2 separate regions of the Sus scrofa genome follow, and region 2 is linked to region 1. A link is a contact called in public Hi-C data. All regions are on one chromosome and are shown on one strand. The core of a region is the stretch at or near the end of the contact, and the rest is flanking DNA. Distances in the headings are between cores, read along the strand shown. Region 1 has its middle 190 kb from the start of DUSP6. Region 2 has its middle 260 kb from the start of DUSP6.

What was found. A called contact is a pair of places that touch in the nucleus more often than the background predicts.
Region 2: a contact with region 1 is called in a Hi-C map of skeletal muscle, with 2.5 times the contacts expected there. A contact is called at or near these places in 6 of 47 Hi-C or Micro-C datasets (embryonic fibroblasts, liver, psoas muscle and 2 more) and 2 of 2 datasets of targeted methods (alveolar macrophages and skeletal muscle).

The regions. Positions count from the first base shown.
Region 1 is chr5:93,491,843-93,498,256 of Sscrofa11.1, reverse strand. No RefSeq gene overlaps it. Among named protein-coding and RNA genes, the nearest start is that of DUSP6, 190 kb to the right of the region's middle.
Region 2 is chr5:93,557,145-93,563,558 of Sscrofa11.1, reverse strand. It overlaps the pseudogene LOC100523905. Among named protein-coding and RNA genes, the nearest start is that of DUSP6, 260 kb to the right of the region's middle.

The DNA.
Region 1 (6,414 bases), core at 2,262-4,761:
CAGCTCATGGCAACACTGGATCCTTAATCCACTGAGCAAGGCAAGGGATTGAACCTGCATCCTCATGGGTACCAGTGGGGTTCATTACCGCTAAGCCACAACAGGAACTCCCCAATGTTTTTAATCTAACATATCCTGAAAATTAATGGTAGAATGAATCTTTATCCTTAACATATTTAGCCAATATACATTTCAAAAATGTTACTTTCAGTGATACTCTCGCAGTACAGAAACCTAGTATAAACTATAACACAGTATAAAATATAAACCAGAGTTCCCACTGTGGCTCAGTGGTAACGAACCCAACTGCTATCCATGAGGATGTGGGTTTGATCCCTGGCCTTGCTCAGTGGTTTAAGGATCCAACACTGGATCCACAGATGTGGCCTGGATCCATGTTGCTGTGGCTGTGGTGTGGGCCAGAAGCTACCGCTCCAATTCAACCCCTAGTAGCCTTGGAACTTCCATATGCTGTGAGGGCAGCCCCAAAAAGACAACATATATATGCCAGCAAAGTAGTCAACATTGGATTGCAACAGCCACCAGATTGTCTTTGGAAAAGCGTTCCTTCAAATAAAAGATCTTTGTGAATCCTGAAATCCCAGGAACCCAAGGACCAGAAATCATTAACCTTTCTGCTAATATACTAGCAGACTTATCTACAAGATAATACTTTACATGTCAGTTTACGACAAACTCTCCTTTAATTCGAGGCTAAGTCATAAATCATTATATGAGTATGTAAACACAAGACCTGATATTTCATCAGCATCTAGCTTGAGAATAAAGCTTCGTCATGGTAATTGGGGCAGCCAGTGCTGTGTGGTTCACTCAGCAACCACCCCAGTCTTCTTCTACCATGCCTTCCTCTGGAACGAAGACTGGAAAGCTGAAACTCACATTCCCATGAGGGTTCTGAATGGGACCCAGTTTCTTCTAAGCCAACTCACTTTCTGTAAGCTACCTGATTCCTTATATTAAATCTCTTTCTATTTACACTGGCTAACCTCAATTCTATTTCTGCAACTAAGAATCCTGATGGCTACAGTGTTTATTGTAATTCTCTACCTCTTTAAGGATTGAAGATGAGACGGGGTTCATAAAACTTATTTTTATGGCTATCTTCTTATCATCAGCACATTTAACATTCATTATTTTGTTGAGGGAACGAGAAAGAAGCAGCAGTCAGAAGGCTGGGTATTAGAAGCTCCGGGTGCCAATCAAAAGGGCTGCATAGCTCCCTTCTTATTCCAAACTAACTCACTAGCCATCTGTGAAGACACACAGTCATGTTGATGCCAGTCTTGATTTGGAAGCCAATACTTGGGGACGAGAGAGCAACTGAGATTTTGGATGGAGTGTTTTGATAACTTATTATACTTTTAGAAGCCAAAGGGGTGAGCACCAGGAGTTACAGCCCTTGGAAACCCTGTTGGTAGAGGAGTTGTTCAGCTGGCTTCATGCAGGCTTGTTTTTTTCTCAAAGTGTGATCCCCAATCAGCAACATCAGCATCATTAGGAAACATCTTAGAAATGTAAATTCTCTCTCTCTCACACACACACACACACACATATTTTCATGTTCTTTTCCATTATGTCTTATCAAAAGATACTGAATATGTTCCCTGTGCTATATGGTAGGATCTTTTTTGTGTGTGTTGGGAATTTGAATCATTGGATTTGAATTTTGGATTTTTACCTAATAAATAACTTTGAATCAGTCACTTAGCTTTTCAGGAATTCCATTTCCTTATTTGTTAATGAAGTAATGGAATGATATGTTCTCCAAGCCTCACAAATTCTATCACTTCTGGACATGATTAACTCTATTATCCTTGATTTTCATCATTTTGCTTCCTGAGCATCATGACCTTTCTGGTGCCGACCTGATGATGGGCCTTTCCCAGCATTCTCTTTCTCTGCCTAGGAGCAGTACTTGGAGGAAAATTAATAAAAGATATATGTCGTTCTCCACCCCAAGTCAATAGTCCAGGAGTGCATCCCAGCTTAAATCAAAACTAGTAAAATCCACTGGATATCTGAAAGGCTAGTGTAGTATTTAAACTATATTGGGAATTACCAATATCCTGGAAGTATGTACAAGTTACTTATATGTGTCTTTTATATTATTGATGTTTCTGATCACACATAAGACTTGAATATTGACAGCTATATTTTGACACTTTAAGACACTCTGTGTGTGTTGTGTAAATTAAATGCTTTAATCTACTTTCAAAACTTGAGAATTGAGACTCATTGACATTCAGCTAAGACTGAGGCAGGTGGTACTTACACTTGGGAAAACCACAAAATTCCACCCCTTAATAGTGTGGAAACATTGCAACACTGGCATAAGATTGTTCCATTCTGTGAATTTGGGAATTACAGGGAGATTAAAAAAAAAAAAAGTCTTTTGTGTAATTGAAGTTTGTGTGAAAGAAAGGAGGGCTTGGCCTACCTCTGAAGCAGTAGGAACCAAGAGTTAATGAGTTAATAAATTTGCTGAAGATAGAAATGCAAACACTTTGCAGAGCTATAAAATAATAAATTCATAAAGAAGGTACAGCAAAAATGTGTGTTCCTTATGGAAGGGACTGTATCTTCCTTCCTATCACCTGTCTTGGCAGAGAGTAGCTACTTAGTGAAAGATTGAATGAATGAAGGTTGAGAATATTTTAGCTCTTTGTATATAATCACAAAACCCCACAATATTTTAGCTATGTGTTTCAAACAAGAGCAAGTTACTTTATTTTTAATGAGCCTGAAACATAGTATCTTCCTTCAAATTTTTGCAGTGCCACTGGAGTAAGCATGAAAATTTCATGCATTTTTCATTATGTTGAACCTTGTGAAATGACAAATATTCGCTACTGATGGCCTACAAAAATGGTAAATTCGAATGGTCCAACCTTTTTTCTTTTTCTTTTTGTCTGGGAGATATCAACTACATTTTAAAAATTGATTAAACACGCATTCTTTCTGCCTCACAAAGAATTAAAGCTGGCATTAGAAGAGAAGGGGCCAATCTACATTATCAAGACTCCCCACCTTAAATCATGTGATTGCCAGTTATCTACAGGGGTGATTTCAGAACATAGATCTTCTTTCTTTAAAAAAAATAAATGAAGCATAATGTTGTTCCAGAGACATCAGAAGAAAACGCTTAGAAGAGAGTCTTAAAAATAGAAGGTTTTAAAATTAGGTGGTGATGATGGTTGCATTACTCAGTGGATAAACTAAAAACTATTGAACTGTACACTTGGAAATTTGAATTTATGGTATATTACATTTCAAAAATTAAAAAAAAAAAAACCAGAAGAGACTAGGCTCCAGAGAATGGAAATACAAATGCACTAGGTGAACCATTCTGTGGCTGAGAAGGAGGAGGAGGAGAGAGCATGAAGCCAAACCCCAGACATCTGCGTGGTTGCAAGCCAACCTTCACAGTGTCCTCTCTGCGAAGATTGTGTGTCGCAGCTCACACACTTGCCAAGTCATGAAAGTAAATATACATGCAGTATTAATAGCCTCTGGTATTTTCAGCGTGATGCTTGGATTCTGGAAAGGGATCCCCTCAACAGTTCTAAACTGATGCATGATGAGAACTGTCATCTTTGCAAAATGCCATTTGAGTCCTTGTGGGAAGGATCTTTCTCAAATTTGCTTGTCCAGTCAAGCTCAGATGGCTAGTTCTAGGACATTAGAAAAAATGTGGAGTTACTTATAAGCAATGATTTTTAATCTGGAGGAAGAAAAGGTCAGGAATCCCAGATAAAAGGCCAGAAAACTCAGGAAAAAGGAATGTATGTACAGACCCAGTTTTGTATACAACATCAAGGGCCCCAAAGGTAATCCTTGGTCTGTGTCTCTGCCTTGTAGAGCATGTCCCCACTGCATTCTATTATATTCGTGAAACTGAACATTGAAAACCAAATACTAGGAGCTCTAAAGAGGCCATCCTTTCTCTCTTTTTGGCTGCACCCGTGGCATGCAAAAGTTCCCAGGCCAGGTGGCCCAAACTGTAGAGGTAACCAGAGCCACAGCAGTGACAATGTTAGACCCTTAGCCCACTAAGCCACCAGAAAACGCCTATCCTTTTCTTCTTTGTTGTCACAAACACTAATTCTTTAACTTCTTGACTAGCACCTATAGCATCTTCTGATGGGAGGTAAAGGGCACTAGGCAATGGGGGAAACCCCAGTGGATTGAGATCAGAGCTACCTTGTGTTTTTCTCATGTTTGGCTTCTTGCCAGGTTTTTTTTTTTTTTCTTCTTCCCCCATGTCATCACACACAATATTATCCTTTCATTAGTATATTTTTGCCACTGCATTTTACCCCAGTACCCTGACAGGCATATATATTTTTAAAATTAGTTAGGGGCCCCATTTTCAATAATAGCCATTTCTAGCAGTTATCACTAACAATTATAATCTGTAGCCGAAGACTCTGAAGAGACCAAGAGTTCAGTCATGTCCTACCACTTGTCTTAACTGGCCCTGACCATGCTGAGTAAGAATCTCAAGGCAAGATTTTGGTGTACTTTTAAAACGTATCTTTTTCAAAGGGATGGGGTCAGAAGTGGCCAGAATTTATTAAGCACCCATGTATTTTCAGCATTGTATGTAAATGCCATGGAGAACACAAAGGAAAACTAACTGCTTCCTTCAGAGACTTTCACTCCCCAGTTGACAAATGTAAAGTGACGAAAGAATGGAAGGACAGTTGGTTCTAAGCACTCACATTGATAAATGAGAAAAGGGAAGAATGTTTCAAACACAGAAGAGAAGTGTTTTATATTCCACTATTTGACTTGCAGATACTAAAAACCGAGAACTTCATAAACACTGGAATGAAAGTGGTGAATGAAATACCACAGTTTGAGATGGGGAGCATGTGTCCACAGTTAGCAAAAAGCATTTATTTTCTGGTACTCTGATAATTCCATGCTATAAAGTATGTACTTAAAACATTAAGAAGTCATGGCGCTTGTACCTAAGTTACCCTGCGATCTATGTCTCTCTCCCAATTGATGAAAAAGAAAAAGTTGCATTCTTTTTTTCTCCCAGAAGTTCCAACAGGAAGTGTCAAAGGAGAAATCTGTTTCTGCAAGATTCTCAACCAGAAACAGAAGCATTTCCATCAAAAATGTAGCAAGCAGAACTGTTCTCCTGAGATTTCTAACCTAATTAGTCAGGTGAAAACATCTTTCAGATATTCCTTTGCTCATGTGTTTGGAGATGATTAAAAAAAATTGCTGAATGTATTTTCTCCTTCACTATCTATGGAGCTCAGGCTGTGTCACTTGAGGTAAAAGGAAATTGACTAAAACAAATTTGCAGGTCATTTAGAAAGAGAACAGGGCTGGCATGAAAATAAAGGAGCCGGGACCAATTCTCAGAGATTCACAATCAATTCTCATTTAATTTATAATAATGCCTAGTGGTTTTTGTCCCTAAACTAAATTGAGATAAGACTAAGTGGGTATTTATAAGAATGAATGAAGTTAGTTGAATCAAACAGGATTTTATGGAAGGGGATTTTTGTGTGTTGATAACTCAATCCCAGATCACAGTCAATCAATGACGTTACATGAAGGAGAAACACTTTGAATCCAGTGTGCATTTTGCCATAGCTGCCAGCCCTGAACTGCCCTCCGTTCAGGCCCATCTTAGCACAGGAGGCATTAGATAGTCATGTGCCACGGATGATGGGCTCGGAGTGTGTGGATGTGGATGCGTTTTAGTTTTTATCGCGGCACATAACATTCACATAGAAAAGTACTTAAAATGTACACATACTCTTGGACAGTTATTTAGACAAATGGTTTAATCCAGGTCAAGAAACAGAACAGCATAAGCACCCCACAGAGTACCCTCTCCCTAGAGATAAACACTATTTGTATTTGTGTTCATCATCTTCTTGCTTTTCTTTATAGTGCGACTACTTATATGTGCATTCCTGAACAATAGAGTTTAGTTTTGTGTGGTATTGAATTTCATAGGAACAGAATCGTAATGTAGGCATTTTTATGCCATAATTTCTTTGTTTAAGCTTACAATTGTGACAGCTTGCACAGTTTCTGGGTATTGCCTGTAGCTGTCATCTATTCATTTACATTACTGTTTGGTATTCCAATTTATTTTTCCATCATAAAAAAAAAAATCCTGCAAGCATTTCTTAATCCTGCAAGCATTTCTTAAAGGTATTTTTGTGGAATTTCTGGGTCATATGGTATACATATTTTCAGCTTTCCTTAGTAATACCAAGCTTCCTTTCAATGTGATTTTACATCTTAATTTTAGCCAGTCTGGTCAGTAGGTCACCACTGTTTCAATTTTCATTTTTCTAACTGCTAATGAGGTTAAGCCCCTTTTCCATGTCTAATGCCTCCACCATGTCTTAATTTAATAAT
Region 2 (6,414 bases), core at 2,544-5,043, 65 kb before region 1:
AAGCCCACTCTCTTCTCGTAGTGTGATAGGCTACTGAGAGTTGGAAAGGGTGTAAGAACCCTAAGGTCACCTGAAAAATCTTCCCTGGGAAGTCAATTTCATGAGAGAGGTCTTCCACGAAGTGATACTAGGTGCTCCTCGGTCACTGTGTTGTCCATCAGAGGGATGCTTTTATTCTTGACCTTGCCATGTCCACATTTCAAGACGAGTTCCCAAACAGACTTCAGATGTAGAAATCCCAAGATCACAGAAGTTTCCACTCTAGGAAGTGTGTTTATGGTTTCAGGGGTTACTTTCATAAAGACATCACTGGCAGTCTTATTCAGGCAGAAGTCTAGCTATGGTTCTCGGCACCAGTAAACCTGCCCATTAATCCTTTGAATGCACACAACAAAGGCCAAGAAATGTTTCTCTGGCACTTCCAAGCCATGAGGTTTCTCTCCTAACTATCTATGGTGCATCCTGTCAGATAGTTGCTGCCAGGAATCATTCAGGAGTCATTCCAGTCACTTAAACTCGAGCTCTTTTCATCTTCTCTACTCTTTCTTTTGCAAAAGCCCCTTCTTATCCTGGGTGGCTTTTTCCCCTGCTTTTCTTTCCCCTGCTGCATAAGGAAGTTCCCAGGCTAGGGATCAAACTGGAGCTACCACTGCTGGCCTACACCACAGCAACGCCAGATCCAAGCCACACCTTCAACTCACACTGCTGCTTGCGGCAACACCAGAACTTTAACCTATCTTTTGAGGCCAGGGATTGAACTCACATCCTCATGGATACTAGTCAGGTTCTTAACCTGCTGAGTGATAATGGGAACTGCCAGGTTGGCTTTGAGGGCCTGAGAAACCTTCCTCTTTTTCAGGAGATTTTTCTGGAACCAAAGGAATCTTTTTTCTTTCCTCTTCCTCTGCCATCTTTCCAATGCAGCCACTGTTGCTCATGCACAGCCTCACTGTGCCTTAATTGCCATCATTTAAACGATGACCACATGAGAAGAGACAGAATACCTAGCAGAAATAGATTTTTTCACATTAAACTATCCTTTAAAAATAAAATTCATCTTGGTTATACAAGCCAGTGTTAGAAATTTTACAATATGATTCATTCTGGTAAAAATTACTTTCAAAAATATTGTACCATCTTATCCATAGAAAGTGGCATCAGCTTCTGCCGCATAATAAGAAAGAAAGTGGTAGTAAGTGGCCAGCTTGCAGTTGAGTGCATGCTTTTGGGACAAGCCGGGTTTCTCAGCCCTTTCCTCTTCCTCCTTCTCCCCATCCCCTATGCGGAGACTTATGGGACTTGCTTAGACGCCCTTAGAGCTGTTGTGGGTTTTAAGTTTGCTGACTGATTTTCTGGCATGAGGATTTAGGCAGCGGGGATTACAGACTGGGAATGTGGGCTTATGTTCCCAGGTTCTAAATATCACCAAGTCAGAAAAGAATTGCATTTGTAAAATGAAAGGGAGACTCCTTTTACCTTTTAATAACCCCCTCCACCCTCCCTAGCACCACTTGCAAAAGAAAGAGTGAGAAAGGGGGCAAAGGAACTTATTGGCAAGAGGACTTTCTACTCACTAGGATGTTATAAGTAGCATGAAAGAAGAGTGAATTAAATTTCAGTTGACAGGGCTGAACCCACAAAGGAAAGGGTGGGAAAAAGGCAATAAAGGGTTGTGATGATGCCAATTAAGGATCCAGCAAAAGGGCAGGTTGCCCTCCATCTGTTCGGGTAGTGCTGGCTGAGACATTCCTGGGGAGTGGGGTGGGGGCAGTCATCCTCAGGGAAGCTGACTCAGTGACTCTGCCAGAAATGATGTGTAGGCAGAAGAAGGAATGACAGGGAAGAAAATGTCTCCCCAGAATGTGGTGGTGACACCAGCACTAACTGGCACCTGCAGTCAGAAAAACTCATTCATTCACCTTTTCAAGTGTTGTTTGTGAGGCAGCTCCTCTACATAAATCAGAGCCCCTAAATATGTGTCCTCTTCCAGATTCTTACAACTTCACATTTAGAATCTTCCTACATAGTCCTTGCCTCTAGCCTCTCCCTGTTCCAGCCTATCCTACACATAAAGACCAGGAAAATTCTTCATCTACATGAAAGTGGTTATATACACAGGCTCTGGAATTAGGCTTCCTGGATTCAAAACCTGGCTTCACAACTTATTATCCTGTGACCTTAGGTAAGTTAGCTAACCTCTCTGAGCCCCCACGCGTCAGTCACCTTAGGGTAAGTGGCAGAAACAGATGTCCCCAACATCTTCCTGGTTTTAACAATAACACTCTGTGTCTTGCTCATGTTTGTGTCCACCCTAGGTCTGAGGCTGTGTTCTGTGACCTTCTCACTCTGTGATGGAGGCGAAAGGGGCAGCCTCACCTGGATCATACCAGCCAGTGGCAGAAGGAAACCACCCAGTACCATTAACTTTTGCAGATTCCTCATCTGCAGAATAGCTTTCTCACCCTTTCCTCCTCAATGCCATAATCACTTCCCTCTCAGACACAGATAAATGCCTAGTCCAACAAAGACAAAACATAATTTGCCATCTTCTGCCCAATAATTAAGTTTGATACTCATGTACAGAGTAATGGACTCATCCAGGGAAAATAGGGCTATAAAAAAAAAAAAAAGGTTCTGCTTATATAATGAAACTAAGACATTAAGCCCTTATTGTTACCTTGACATTGAACATGTCACCTCCATCAGAGGAACATTGTGAAGGAAAAACTACGTAAGTGAGTGTGCCCACACATCTTCTCACTCCCAAACACCTTTGTAGTATCTCATCTATTCCATAAAATACAGCAAAATATGTGTCTTGAACGTTACTGCACTTGTGAAGATGATGAGTTAAAGACAATGCTTAATAGAAGAGTGAGCCAGTACCTCAGTCAAGCTAGACTCGCTGTTACAACTATCAACCCCCAAACCCACTGATTTAACACAGTAAATGTCTGTTTCTTGCTCTCATTATGGTCCAGTGTGGATTAGCTGTAAGGGTGGCACAAAGGATCTCATCACAGTGCGATCTGGGTTGGTGAGGACAATGTTGGGGCTGGGAAATCTGTTCCACATTTACACTCAGGGACCCAGGCTCCTTCCATGTGGCCACCTCAACCTCCTGTATGTCCTTGGAGGCCTCTCTATTCAGTAGCTGTGAGATGAGTCAAGAGATCAGAGGATTGCACTTGGGAGGATTTTATGGCCTGGGCCTGAAAAAGAGTCTTACCACTTCCACCTCATTCAATGACCACAATTTTGACACAAGGCTGCATCTACCTGCAAAGGAGGCTGGGAAATATAGTCCACCTCTGAGTCCAAAGGAAGGCAATTTGGGGAGAAAATGAGTCAGTCTGTTCCACAGTAATGTAGGCTCCTTTCCAGCTAAATGACGACTCAGTACAAAAGCCTTAAAGGCAATGATTCAAATATGTGCATTTACAGCATCACGAATTACGACATGTTCTGTATGTTTGGCCTTATGTGCATATGTCTTTGGAAATGACGGTCTGCCTTACTGCTATAAAAAGCCATTCCGACACGAATTGCTGAATCACTATGTGAAACCCAGGAGTCTGATCCCTGGATTAGGCTGCTTATAAGCTAACAGGTAGAAGAGAAAAGCCATTCAAATTCTTACCCACAGAATAAACACACAGACACCGAACACCATCAGACTATGCTTTGTGCAAACACGCAAGCTCCTCCCACAGAGGCTGACATAATGGAGGGGGGAAGGAAGAGAAGAGAGAAAGGATATGTACACAAGGAATTGAACCAAATCAAATGTTTTGCGATATGCTTGACTACTTGCCCTGATAAGGAGCAAGATGAATTCTTCAGATTGGCCTGGCCTCCCAGTCAATACTTGTTCAAAAATTGTCAAGCCCAAGACAGATGACATCATGGAGGGCAAATGAAGATCATTTCCTTGTGCAGGGATTGGTGCTTGGGTTTTGTTTATACCCCAGCGGCCTGGGCCTCGTTGGAAGTAACCAGATATTGTAGGTTTGAAAGAGGCTTTCCATTTGCATCACTGGGCAGTGAGTGCAGCCAACAGGAAGCCCAGTGATTCAGATAACTTGTTGTAATTGAAATCAATACCGACACAAGCAAAACGGCCTGAAATGGCCGTGCTGTGCTCTGACGGAAGATTTTCACATTCCCTGCCAATGACAACCGATATCAAGAAGGAACTGTCAGCTTCAATGGTGAGACATAGTGCTTTCCAAGAGGAAAGAAAAAGGTTTTGGACCCGTGACCGTTTTCAATAAGGAAAAGAAAGAAACTGTACTTCAGCTCTCTATTAGGTTTCACTCACGGATTCCAGTTCAATTCCAATTTGAGTTTCTGGGAAATGGAAAGAGACAGTTGGCCACCCTGCTCCCTTTCCTGCCAATTCTGTGTTCTTTCTTTTCCACTCTCACCCAGACTGGGTTCTGGTGAAGGAGAGAATAATTACTACTTAATGTTTATTGAGTATCTTCAGGTTCAGGACCACGTTTTCGTCCAGGGACCAGCAAAGTTTGTCTATAAAAGGCCAGGAGCTCCCATCATGGCACAGCGGAAACGAATCTGACTAGGAACCATGAGGTTGCAGGTTTGATCCCTGGCCTTGCTCAGTGGGTTAAGGATCCAGCGTTGCCGTGAGCTGTGGTGTAAGTCACAGCCGTGGCTCGGATCTGGCGTTTCTGTGGCTCCAGCGTAGGCCAGCGACTGCAGCTCCAATTGAACCCCTAGCCTGGGAACCTCCATATGCTGTGGGTGCAGGCCTAAAAAAGACAAAAGACGAAAATAAATAAATAAATAAAACATAAAAATAAATAAAAGGCCAGATCATAAATATATTAGGCTTTTTGAGCCATGCCATCTTGATTGTGACTGTTCAGTTCTGCTGATGTTCTGTGGACATATAAACAATACGTAATAAATGAATGTCCCACATTCCATTAAAACTTTATCTGGAAAATAAGCAGCAGGCCACATTTGGCCTATGGACCATAGTTTAGAGACACTGTTCTAGAATTTACATTTACTGATCTTTCTAGGGAGCGTATGACTATTCTTCTTTTACAGATAGAGTTGACCACTCCCCACAGCTTCCCCGCAGTTATGGGTGAAGCTGTGTCTAACGCCCAAAGCAGCCTGTGATTTTTCTATGTGCCACTCTGAGGAAGGCAGTCAGGAAGCCTGAGCAATAGCAGAAGCTATACTTCTGAGCCTGCTTACAAGTCGTAGCTGCTAGTTTAAAGAGTTACCCAACTCTTCTCTCTTGGTGCGCCAGTGTTGACCTAACCAAGTTTTTCATGATGTGAGATAGGTAAAGAGTCAGATGCTACCAGAAATAGGCACTGTCAGAGCATGTAACCCCCTTAAAAAATGTCTGTTTCCCACGGCCCCTAGAGCGTCCACTCCAATGCCAGATTTGAAGGGTGTTTAAGCATTAATTTGGTATCGCACAAATGCAATATTTATAAGCATCCCTGTGTTTAATGTCCACCACAAGGATGGGAAGGGAGGATGTCTATATCCCAGAGCCTTGCACAGAACCTGATGCATAGAAAGTTCTCAGGAAATGTTTGTGTCATGTCTTCATGTAATAAAACATTTATTATAAATGAAAATGTAATTATTATACATTATTATGATTATATATTTATTATGGTCAGTGTATATTATTATAATTGCATATAATTTTATTACGTGTAATTATGATTACATATTATAAGGTATAAATAAATTAAAAGTTTTTACATGTGATGGAATCAAAGGAAGGCATTATCCCTGCTTTCTGTAAGCTGACACACCAATAGAAAAAAGGAGAAATAAACGCAAGTATTGTTGTCAGCCCTGAAGTACTGCTGAAAAATCCAAAGAGAATTAAGAAGTCCCCCGGTGGCCCAGTGGGTTAAGGATCTGGCATTGTTGGACCAGTGACCCAGTGGCTCAGGTCACTGCTGTGGCACGGGTTCAGCCCCTGGCCCGGGAACTTCTGCATGTCATAGGCATGGCCAAAAACCACCACAACAACAAGATAATGAAAGAGTGCTCTGGTTGTTTAGAGGAGAACAGAAAACTTAACTCTTTTCTGCAGGCATATCTTCATAAAAGTGATGGCATAGAAGCTGGCTCTTGGAACAAGTAGGGCTAGGTAGGTGGAGATGTCGGAAGAAGGGCGCTCAGGTGAAGGAGACATGGACAGAGACAGTGAGATGGGAAAAGGTGGGGCATCTTGGTAGAAAAGAATCTTCTTGGTTTGAATAGAGCATTGAGCGGGAAGGGGAGGATAATGAAAAATAAGGCCATAAAAGCAGGTTGGGAGAAATATGACAAATCATAATAGAAGAGTTTTGAAATAAAAACTAAGGATGGGAAATATATTTCCAAGCTGAAAATATTTCAAAGTTTCCCATT